2 separate regions of the Arachis hypogaea genome follow, and region 2 is linked to region 1. The links are chromatin contacts, called in public Hi-C maps. All regions are on one chromosome and are shown on one strand. Each heading gives the region's core, a stretch centred on a gene start, on an enhancer-like site or on the middle of the called end of the contact. The rest is flanking DNA. Distances are from core to core; before and after follow the strand shown. Region 1 holds the start of LOC112785154 (BTB/POZ domain-containing protein At3g56230). Region 2 holds the start of LOC112782840 (carbamoyl phosphate synthase small chain, chloroplastic).

The links. Hi-C and Micro-C count contacts between places; a contact is called where the count stands out from the background.
Region 2: a contact with region 1 is called in a Hi-C map of leaf, with 2.8 times the contacts expected there. The contact joins the promoter of LOC112782840 here to the promoter of LOC112785154 in region 1. A contact is called at or near these places in 2 of 8 Hi-C or Micro-C datasets (both in leaf).

The regions. Positions count from the first base shown.
Region 1 is chr20:24,989,803-24,995,840 of arahy.Tifrunner.gnm2.J5K5, forward strand. LOC112785154 (BTB/POZ domain-containing protein At3g56230) reads left to right here and starts at 2,175. Exons shown (of 3, transcript XM_025828597.3): 1 at 2,175-2,526; 2 at 2,622-2,798; 3 at 3,443-3,931. The coding sequence starts at 2,497. The coding sequence ends at 3,889.
Region 2 is chr20:25,180,610-25,186,613 of arahy.Tifrunner.gnm2.J5K5, forward strand. LOC112782840 (carbamoyl phosphate synthase small chain, chloroplastic) reads left to right here and starts at 3,013. Exons shown (of 11, transcript XM_025825466.3): 1 at 3,013-3,467.

The DNA of each region.
Region 1 (6,038 bases), core at 925-3,424:
TCCGGGTACATAGGCCTATAGCCCCCACCTACTTTCTTTTTCGAGTTAGCTAACACTACTAGCTTGACTCTACCCTGGACCCTAAGTAGAATTTCTTACTTTAGTGCTGCTATGGAAAGATTATGGGATATTTCGTTTATCGTGAGAGCTTTCAATTCATATATAGAGTAGTAGCTCATGTTAGATCTTCAATAAAAAATTCTACATCCCTTCGTCCATCCGAATAATATATTTAACACTAAATTTTGGATGTTAGGCTGTATTTGTTTCTGAGAATAGAGCAAGATAAGACACTAAAAATAATATATAAAAGACAGAAATATAAAATTTTGTATTTTTATATTCTGTTTGGTGTTAAACTAAAACAAATTATAAAAATTTAATTTATTCTCATTTTTTTCATTCAAAAAATTTGAAACAAAAAATATAATAATAAAAAATTAACAAGAATAATAAAAAAATAAAAAATAAGTTGATGGATACAAAATATACTAATTCAGTATCTTTGAATACATTATTACTATTCATGTTTCTTCTGTTAAATACAATTTTGTGTCTTTGTGTCTCTATTTCAATGTCCTATTTCAATGTCCTATTTCTCTGTAAACAAAGGTAACCCTATAAATCTTGAAATAGCAAGTAGCCTACAACGTGTCAAAATTATTGGCTTGTTTGTTAATGATATTGTCCGCATTTTTTGAGAAGGTTGTTCACACAATGTGTAACCTCATTTAGCCAACAAATTTGGTGCACAATTTTTCAGCTGAATATTTCTTTTTAAGAAAATCCTTCAAAAGTATGATTTCTTTCTTTAACATGCTTTTTTATACTTTTTTAATTAAACATATATTTATAAACATCTAACCTCAATCGGTAACTTCATATATATTGACTTTGATATTCAAACTGATTGATGTGCAACTTTGAAAATTAAGAATGAGTTTCAATGAAGCCAATAAAGAAATAAATCAGTTTGAGTTAGTTACCTGACTTATTTTTTGTTCGACGTTATGTTCTATTCTTCTTTAATTTGGTGCTGTTGTTGTACCAAATAATAATTATATCAAGTATTAGTAGTCATCATGATTTGCCATATAATCATATGCTACCAGAAGTCCAATTGCGCCTTGTACTTTTACATTTCCAGGCTGGCCATTAAAAAAAATTATTTCGTTTTTGGACATTAATTAATTAATTAATAATTTAACCTCCATATATTAATAGTTAATGATATAGTATAAAATACCAAAAAGTGGTTACAAGGATTCTCTTTTGCATGCTCATTTTTGCTGTTGTATGGTTGGAAAGTCGTCTTCTCAATCCTAACTTCCCCTTGTTCCTTTTGTTTGTTAAGTTCTTTATATTAAGCACTATACTCTAAAAAGATATCCCACCAAACTATAGCAGCCTATCTCATTCTCAACGCACTGTCTCTTACCACATGCTTATTATTATTATTATTATTATTATTATTATTATTATTATTATTATTATTATTATTCCTAGCGTATAAGCTGAAAATTTTTTTCGTTTCTAACCCTTTTTTGTATATAAAATCATTCCTCAAGTTTAATTGGGTTTTAAAATCGTTCTTACCTTAAGGACCAAAATCGTACGAAAGTAGCGGCGGAAGCGAAGACAGAGGTGGATCATGAACAGTTTCTTTTTCTTCTTCTCTTTCTCTTTGTACAGGAGCGAAAATACTCTCTTTCTCTTATTTTTTTTCTTTTGTAATTATTTTTGTTATAGGTAATTTGGTCCAAAATTTTAATATTTAAGTAAAAATGATTATTTTAAAACTTAATTTTAAATTTTAAGGACGATTTTGTTTGCAAAAAAAAATTAAAGACAAAAAATTTTTAACTTATATCTTAAAGACCAAAATTATACCTAACTCTTATTATTGTTGTTGTTACACCCGCAGCACCCAAATTGAGCCTAAAAATATATATCTAATCTAATTAGTAATTAAGGACTCTAACTGTAATTTTTGTATTTCTTAGACCTCGAATTGACTTGATCATTAGAGTTCTTGTAAATATATTTTTATTTGGCTTTAAAGCAATAGTTGACTAGTAACTATGTATCCAATTATTATTATTATATAGAAAAAAGATTAATATTATTGTACATTATTGTGCATGATGATATATGCATAAAAGGATTATTATCCTATGTTAAATTAGTTGAACATAAGATGGAAACCATTTATATATATAGGCCCCCCCAATGTTCTGAAGAACCAAACATATCCCCCTCTTTCTCCTCTTTCTTCTTCATTTCTTTAGCTATATTATCTTTATTATTGAATTGAATTGAAGAGAAGGAAGATAGATATGGATTGTTGTGTATGCACAAGCATGCCATTGATATTAAGGCCACCGAGGAACTCAATATGTGGGGCTTGTTATGAAGGAGCAAGGACCATAATCAACATGATCAACAATCTCGAAACTGAGAAAACAAAACAAAACACTAATCCCAATAACAATAATAATGGCTCTCTGGCTTCAAGGCGAAATTCCAGTAAGGCAAGCTCTAATTAATTTACTTCATATTATTTTATATATAATTTCATTACTTGTAATTAATTACTCATTTAATTTGTTTTTGTTGCACAGACATTGGATGATTGTATTAGATGGTGGTCAGAGCAGATAGATATTTTGAATCAACAAAAGGAGGATTTGGGTTTTCTTAGAGGCATTGTTGCTGCCTTCAAAGAACAAATTCACACCGATATACTTGTTAGCCCAGGTGGCCATGGTCTTCCAATACCTGCACATAAGTCTGTATTGGTCAGTTCGCTTCTCTCTGTTTTCTTTTCCCTGTTTAATGCCACCATTCATGCTTTCCTTCTTGCTCAAGTTACTTCTTAAGTATTAACATCATTTTCTTTATTAGAAATTTGTAAGTTTTATAAAAGATTGATCACACACTCCTTTCAAAACAATAAAAAAAAAAAGTGTAATTGTCATTTTTTAATATAGAAGAACAATTTTACCTTATAAAAGATTTAATTGAAGATTTACTTTATAGTTTGACATTAAAAGAAATTCTAGAGACCTAACATTTTTTAGTGAGATGTTAATTAACACGCCAAATTTTTTATAATTTATGAATTTCTGAATATATATGAATTTCAGCATCATTTGAATCTACATTACACAAAATCTGCATATAGATTAACAAAAAATATATGAAGAAAATATAAGAATTCAAAATTTTTATAGCCAACTTTCAAATATTGATTTAAATGTTAATATGAATTAAAAATAAAATTTCAAAAAGACACTTGGGTGATATTAATCGATAAATAGTTAATTCTAGTAAAAATATATACATATTGACCGAAAAATTATTATCCAACTAACTAATAACGAAGCTCGCTCTTAAATATTAGTAATAACAAACTTTGTTATGTGGAATTGTAATGATATAGGCAACAAGATCAGAAATCTTTAAGAACATGCTTGAGTGTGATGAATGCAAAGCAGCACCCAATAACCAAACCATAACCATACCAGACCTGAACCATGAAGAGCTATCATCTCTACTAGAGTTCCTCTACAGCGGCACACTACCTGAAGAAACAATCGCAAAGGATGTCTACGCCTTATCGCGCGCCGCCGATAAGTACGCCATCCCACATTTGTTAAGGCACTGCGAGAGGTATTTGCTGAGTTCACTCCACACTTCCAATGCACTCGAGACGCTTGAGATCGCCGACGTGTGTTCCAGTCACAATTTGAAGGAGACAACGTTGGTTTTCTTAGTTAAGAACATTGAGCATGTTGTGTCATCGCCTAGGTTTGAAGCTTTTGTCCATAGGAATCCACATTTAACTGTGCAATTGGTTTCAAGGGCTTTTGCAAATGGCTCCAAATAATTATGTTTGCTCTTCATTTACGTTAACTAAAGTGTTTATTAATTTGCCTTTTCTCTTTAATTTCTAGTAATAAAGTAGCTATTCAATTGTATATATACTTTTACAAATAATAGAGTTAAAAGCTGGCATTTTTTCCAAAATAAAATAAAAAAATTTTAACTCCAAAAAAAAAAAAATTAAGACATTTTATTTCACGTTTTTCATGAAGTTCATCAAAAGGAGTAGGGATAAGTATGATTTTGGTTCCGAACGTAGAGACCAAAAATCGATTTCGTCTCCGGCCTTTTTTTCGCTAAAAAAATGGTTCCTAAGGTTTCAGTTTGTTTTAAAATTATCCATTTTACCAATTTTATTTTTTTATTACTAAACTACCCCTCATTAAAAAGATTATAAAATAAAATAAATATAAAAAAATAAAAAAGAAAGCAAAGAAAGGGATACAGAGAAAGAAAGAAAGAAAGAAAGAAGGGGAGGGGGGGAGGGTTGGGGCGCGAGATTGGGGGGAGGGGGGAGGGAAGGGAAGGCGCACTGTCGCACCGCCATACCGCCGCACCACCGCACCACCGCACCGTCGCACCGCCGCCCTGCCGCCTGTGATCCGCCACTGCTCCTCCTCCTCACCCTCACTGGCCGCCGCTTCTTCTTCTTCTTCTTCTTCTTCTTCTTCTTCTCCGCACCGCCATATCGCCGCACCACCGCACCGTCGCACCGCCGCCCTGCTGCCTGTGATCCGCCACTGCTCCTCCTCCTCACCCTCACCGGGCGCTTCTTCTTTGACACTGCTCTTCCTCCTCGCTCTCACCGCTCGCCGCTTCTTCTTCTTCTCTTGTGAACTGGATTTTTTGTAGAATTTTTGAAATTTTTCTTAAATATTGTTGTTACTGAATTTGTTGATTATTGTTCAAAGTGTATGTTGCTTGAATTTTTTTAAAAGAAGATGAAGAAGCAGAGCAAGAATAAAAGAGAAAGAATTTTAGTTTTGAATTTTGTTGATGGTTCTGAGTTTTGATTGGTCTGATTTTTTTAGTTCCGATTTTCTGAGGTGGGGGTGGTGGAGGGTTCTGGTGTTGATGATGATGGTGGGGGTGGTGGTGGTTCTGTTTTGAGTTTTGTTGTTCTTCTCATGATGATGATGATGATGATGATGATGATGATGATGACCATGATGATAATGGTGGTGGTGGTGGTGGGTTCTTGTTCAACTTGGGCTTCTTGGTTGATTTTGGAGAAAGTTCTGATGATGATGATGACCATGATGATACTGGTGGTGGTGGTGGCTTCTGTTCTGGTGGTGGTGATGGTGGTTGATTTTTGGTTGATTTTGGGGTGAAGGGAGAATGGTATTTTTGTCTAAAGGACGATTTTAAAATAAACTGAAACCTTAGGTATCATTTTGGAGCGAAAAAAAGGTTGGGGACGAAATCGATTTTTGACCTCTACGTTAGGGACCAAAATCATACTTATCCCAAAGGAGAACAACGAACCTTGTGAGAATAAAATAAAAATAGTCTATTTTACTTACAACACTGTCTGTTTCACAACCAACCCTACTTGCTACGGATTGATTGGACTTGTCAACCCGCTTAAGTTGAATTCGAGCAAATTGAATATTTAGAGCAACTCCAACGGTAATTAAAATTGGAGCTCCATTTAATTTACTGTGTGAATGGAAGACTTTAGCATTTGGAGTGAAAGAGAAAAGAGTTCTTTCACATCTTTTAAAGTTGTAGAAACCTACTAAGAGAGACTTATTCTCTTTGAATAAAAACCAATAATATTTAGACATGTATTAACTTTATATATATATATATATATATATATATATATATATATATATATATTACAATTTACATATATAATTAATTATTATAATTATTAATAAATTAAACATGATTTAATTATTTAAATAATTATATTAAATAATTAAATCATATTTAGTTTATTAATAATTATAATAATTAATTACATTAAATAGTTATATCTTTATTTAACTAATAATTTATATTAATTATTTAAATAATAATTGTTCCGATCCAACCCATTTATAAGTCAGATTCAAGTTTTCAAGAACTGGCCCGACGGGTTCTCCAACTCGCCAACCCCTTTTTTTTTTCTTTTATCTCGCCAAAGCACCTGGACAGCTGGAAAG
Region 2 (6,004 bases), core at 1,763-4,262, 190 kb after region 1:
TATAATATAGGGAAGAGTATTAATGTAATTTCACTTGGTTATGATTTTCCCTCTTCTTACTTTTCTTTCTACCCAAATAAAAGAAAATTTTTTTCTTATTTTCTTTCCATCTATTTTCTCTTCATCCAAACAATATAAAAAAAATCAACTTTTCCTCTCATTTTTCATCTTCCATCCAAACAAAATATAAGATTTTGCTGATGGTCAATAAATTACTGCATATACAAAATAAAATTCGAATCCTAATACTTATTTAAAAGAATTAATAAACTAACCACTAAATCCAACTTGGTTAATGTTTTACATTATTGGCTTGATGACTTATAATAAAAAAGATGTTTTGATATCGTTAATCTTAAAGTGGCATGTGAAAATTTTACCTGAGTTGGAATACTTTTTTCAGTTTAACCTCCAATCGCTTGGTTTTGACAGATCAACCGTTATCACATCTTTATTTAAATCTTCCCTACTTGAAGAGATCCATGTAATTAATATAATAAAAATAATGATCTCACTATAAGAAAGCAAGAACAAAAAATAAACTAAATCAATGAATGTTCAAAAGAGTTGCCGTAATGTTTGCATGCATAAAAACTTGTAGCAAGAACTTACAATAATTTATGGAAATAAAGAATAAGTAATGTATACTGATTTATATAAATTCTGAATGAAATAGGAAGTCTACACTTTTTATGTATATATTAGGATTAGCCAGAATACAAAATGCTTGATCCGTGGTTCTATTTGCGGTTATGCCTGCAATTTGCTCTCTTCTCCATTTCCACCTAAAACAAGGAGGTGAATCTTATTGACATAATAATTTGTGATTCAGATTTTTTGTTTATTCACAGAGAAATTGTTAGATTTTTATCATCTACAAGTATTTTAACTTTTGATTCTTGATGGTTATTAATATATATGCGAAAATATGTATTTTAATTTGAGTAATACTATATAATAAGTAAATATTATTATTTTTTGTCAGTATTTGACAATAATTTTTACTCATATTTATAAGAATTTTGCATACAAAAAGTATATAATTTGTACTTATATTTATCAGAACAATTAATATAGTTTGTACTCACATTTTTTTATAGTTTGCACACATAAATTAATGAAATTTATTTGTTAAAGATAATTTAGTGTTTATACTGGTTAAATGATTGCCAAAAATACTAAAAGTGATTGATTTTCAAGAATTTCACTTTTAATTTTTTTTATAATTTTATATTTTTATTTAATTATTATCGAATTAATTGAATGAATCCGTAATCTATCGATTGAATTAGTGATCGGTGTTCAGTCGTATGATCTGTTCATTATCGGTTCGGTATTGATAAGTATGGGCCACAACCCAATCTCTATTCACTTACCTGTCGATAGACGAGAACGACAGCCCGTTTTTTGTCCTGCATCATCCCACCTCTTCAATGTGGCTGGTGCTATCTATTCTCTCTCTACGGTCTACGTAGCTATATAATGTCGGCAAGGCTGCAAACTGCTATACATCTAAATTTTTTTGGCAATCAAATCCAACTAAGTTAGCCAAAACCCAACAAAAATCAATTTCATTAGTGGAGAGTGAATACACGCTCTAACTACGTAAACATTCTCGCATTTCTCTCCTCCTCCTCCTCCTCCTCCTTCTTCTACTTCTTTGCGTTTCTCCTCCTCCTTTTTTGCATTCATCTTCCTTCTTCTTCGTGTTTCTCCTCCTACTTCTTTGCGTTCTTTCTTCTTGGTTTTATTTCTCTCAAGAGAGTAAATCAAGAAAAATTTTGAGAAAATGAAATAAGAAGGATAAGCTGAAGAAAAAAAGATGAAAAAGAAGAAAATGAAGCGGAAGATGAGGATGAGAAATTCAAGCCAAACGAAACCAAATAAACCTAAATTAAACTAAGAAATGAACCGAAATTTTTTAAGGAATAAAAAATTTGGTCAATACTTAATAGCAGCATCAAGTGAACCTCAGTTAATTCATAAATTAACCGAAATTAGTTCATATTTGAAAAAAAACTAACTAAACAACCACACATGAACAAGTTCAGCAAATTCAAGCGAAACAAAACCAAATGAACCTAAATTAAATTAAGAAATGAACCGACATTTCTTAAGGAATAAAAAATTTAATCAATACTTAACAGCAGCATCAAGCGAACCTCAGGTAATTCACAAATGAACCAAAATTAGTTTAGATTTGAACAAAAACTAACTAAACAACCACACATGAACAAGTTCAACAAATTCAAGTGAGACGAAACTAAATGAACCTAAGTTAAACCAAGAAATGAACCGAAATTTCTTAAGGAATAAAAAATTTGGTCAATACTTATCAGCAGTATCAAGTGAACCTCAATTAACACACAAATGAATCGAAATTAGTTTAGCTTTGAACAAGCAATCAAAAGACTCAATCATCGACAAAAACACATCCAATTCATTTCTGGATCCAAATGAACCTCAAATAAACTAAAAAATGAACCGAAATTATTTAATAATGAGACTAGAGAAAATCAGAACCAATAAAGATGTTAGCAAAATGTTGGTGTTGTTAGTGATGACGATAATAAAAGAGAAAGATAACAAAAATGGAAAAGAAGAATAAGCAACATCGGGAAGAAGAAAAACCTGCATGCGCGAAGCGACGACAATGAATATGCGCGCGTGAATTTAAAATAGAAGCGACGACAGTGAGCGCGCGTGAATTTAAAATATTTGGTTGGACTTGGTTAGAGTTATGACTTTGAGGTAGAAATTTATTCTTATTGAATATTATTGACTAATTTGTTAAGAATATGGATGAGTTCAATTTTAAAATTTCTATTGATAGGTTAGTTCAGGTTATGAAAACCGGGAGGACAAGAATTACGGTTCGATTAGAAATTATAATCGCCGAATTTAGAAACCATTTTTGAACAGTCGAACCGGCTGAAAATTGGTCGGTCGAACCGAACCGCAGTACGACCAGTTTTCACCTTTTGAATAGAAACGACGCCGTTTCGTTCTTAAAAAGAAAAAAAAGGAAGGAGAAACGGTAACCCACTAACCCTAGCCTCCTCTTCGCATTCAGCCACTTTCAGCAGCATTTCCTTCCTCTCGAGCTCCTGAGTCCTTCCTCACTCCCTCAGAATCGCATCACTTGCTCCGTCCACCCACTAACCTCCATAGTTCCATCCAAGTCTTCCTTGAAAACCCTAGCCTCCATAGCGCCACCGCTCGTCTCACCGTCGCCGCTTGGTTCGTGGTGGTCGTTTGCCAATCCTCCTGGTTCGTCGTGCTCGAAGGCCCTCCTCGCGTCGCCAGCGTCTCCAGGTCCTGTTCCGCAGCTCTTCGCTCGTCGTCTGTTCGTCGGGTTCGTCAGCTCGCCAGCTCCCGTCGTCTGTCGCCAGCTCGCCAGTGTTCGTTGCCAGCTTCCTGTCGTCCGTCGATCTCCGTCAAATCTCCGCTCCCTGCCCTCGCCGAAGGTAATGCCTCGGATGCACTAGAATTGTTCAGCTCTTGTTCTTGGATGATTGGCTTTGCTCACTGGTTGATAATGAATTTTAACTCTGTTACTGGCTTGTTCTTGGTTGATTGGCTTTGTTCACTGCTTGATAATGAATTTTAAGTCAATTACTGGCTTGTTCTTGGTTGATTAACTCTGTCACTGGCTTACTGCTTGATGATTAATTGATACTCTCATTCTTGCTTGTTCATAGTTGATTAACTCTGTTTCTGAAATTGAAATAATGAATAAGATTACAGGGGTTTTGTGTTTTCGTTGAAATTATTGATAAAAAATGGCTTTGCTGTGCTGCTGCTGCTGTTTTTGAATTTGTGGCTCTGTTGTTTTTGAATTTTTGCTGATGATTTATTGATTTCATGGTTTTTGTTGATTATTTGTGGCTGTTTTTGAATTTTTGTTGATGATTTATTTGATTTCTGGTTCTGTTGTGCGGCCGGTGTTTTTGATTGTGTTAATGAGAGCTGCTGTTTTTTACTGTGATGTTGATTTATTGATTTCAATTACAGATGATTATTTGTTGAATGATTATTTGATATTTGGCTCTGCTGTGCTGCTGCTGCTCTGATTTAATAATAAAATATTGTGTATTATATATATATATATGCTTTCCTCTCCAGTTCGAGTTGTCATATCTATTTGACAATGAGAAACCCAGCTTTACCACCCCTAGTTATATTAATGTATTCAATACACTTGTAACTTGAGTTCTCTGACAAATCACAAATAACAAGCAAAAAGAAATGACTGCCATAATGAAAAGAAACAAAGATGATAGGAAAACTGCGTAAATGCAATAATGCATGCATATATTAGAGGGTATGAAACTGTATTTATGATGTTTTTTTAGCCTCTAATATCATTCTTTAGTATTGAAGTCAGTGATCTTTTGGAATACACTTGATGTAAAGTTTGATAACAAATTTGTAAATTATTAATTTGGAAGATAACATTTCATGTAGTATTTTAAATTTGGAAGATATTTTAAGATTTATATTTAGACTATAATTCTATTTTAGGATGTTTATTTATAATTTATTTATTATTTTATTCTAAAACGATTTTCTGGTTGAACCAAGGTTGGACCGATTAGACTAGTGAACCAGTGACTAGAGCGGTTCGATAACTGGTCCGGTTCTCAGAACCTTGGATTTTTGCCTCTCTTTATGAGGTGAAAACACAGCTTCTAATTAAGTTTGATTAAATTCAGTTGGAGCTCTTTAATCTTTGTGATATCCAAGGTTCTGAAAACCTAACCAGTCATCAAACCGTTCTAGTTATTGGTTCACTAGTTTATTGCTTCAATTAGTTCAACCGATGGTTCAACCGAAATAACTGTTTTATAATAAAATAATAAATAAAATATAAATAAACACATTAAAACATAATTGTAATCTAATATAAATTTTAAAATATCATCCAAAATAAAAGTATTAGATCAACCACAATGTTATAATATCATTCAAATATAAACTCAAAAGTCAAATAACCAAAAAAAAAAAAAAACAACCAAATATAAAATACCAAAAGTAATGGTTGTTTTCTTGCTTTTTCTTTTGTTCATTTGTTGTTCAGATTCAGAGACGTTCCTTCCCTCCTTTGCTTGGTTAGATCAGTATGATTTAATTTATTCATTGAAGATCTTGCTTAGTTTTTTTTGGTGCAGCAAAATCACTTAGTTGGGCATTTGGTTAAATTGGGGATAATTGCACAGAACCATATATGCTTTGAAAGGATGACTGGATGGAGGTTGCAGTTTTTATTTTAGCTGGTTGTTTTAATTAGTAGGTTGCAGTTCCAGTTCTTGTTTCAATTGTGGATTAACTTGTTTTTGTTAACTTGTTTTGTTATCTTGATCTTATTCACTTGTTAATTTGATAACTTGTGATTGTTGGGATGTTGTGCTGTTCTTGACATTTTGATAATTTGTTAATTTGGTAAATTGTTTTTGTTGTGGATTGTTGTTCTTAATTTTGATCTTATTATTGTTGTTTGTCATTGGTTGTTGTTAACTAAATTTTGTTATTGGCTAGATGATAGTATCAATCAATGTAATTCATTATTCTTGACTAATTCATTGTTCTTGACTTCTTGTCATTGGGTTGCTGTTTGATCTTAGATTATTATTTGGGTATTTTGATGATTGATGGCAAATTTTGATGTTGGTATTTTATATTTAGTTGTTTTTTTTTGTTATTTGACTTTTGAGTTTATATTTGAATGATATTATAATATTGTGGTTAATCTAATTCTTTTAATTTGGATGATATTTTAAAATTTATATTAGATTATAATTATGTTTCAATGTGTTTATTTATATTTTATTTATTATTTTGTTATAAAATGGTTATTTCGGTTGAACCAATGAACCAGTGAACCAATAACTAGAACGGTTGGATGACCGGTTCGATTTTCAGAACCTTGGAATAAACATTTAAAGTAAAGCTTCATGCAGGACAATTGTTAAGGGAAATATGCAATGTATTTGTGAAATGCCAC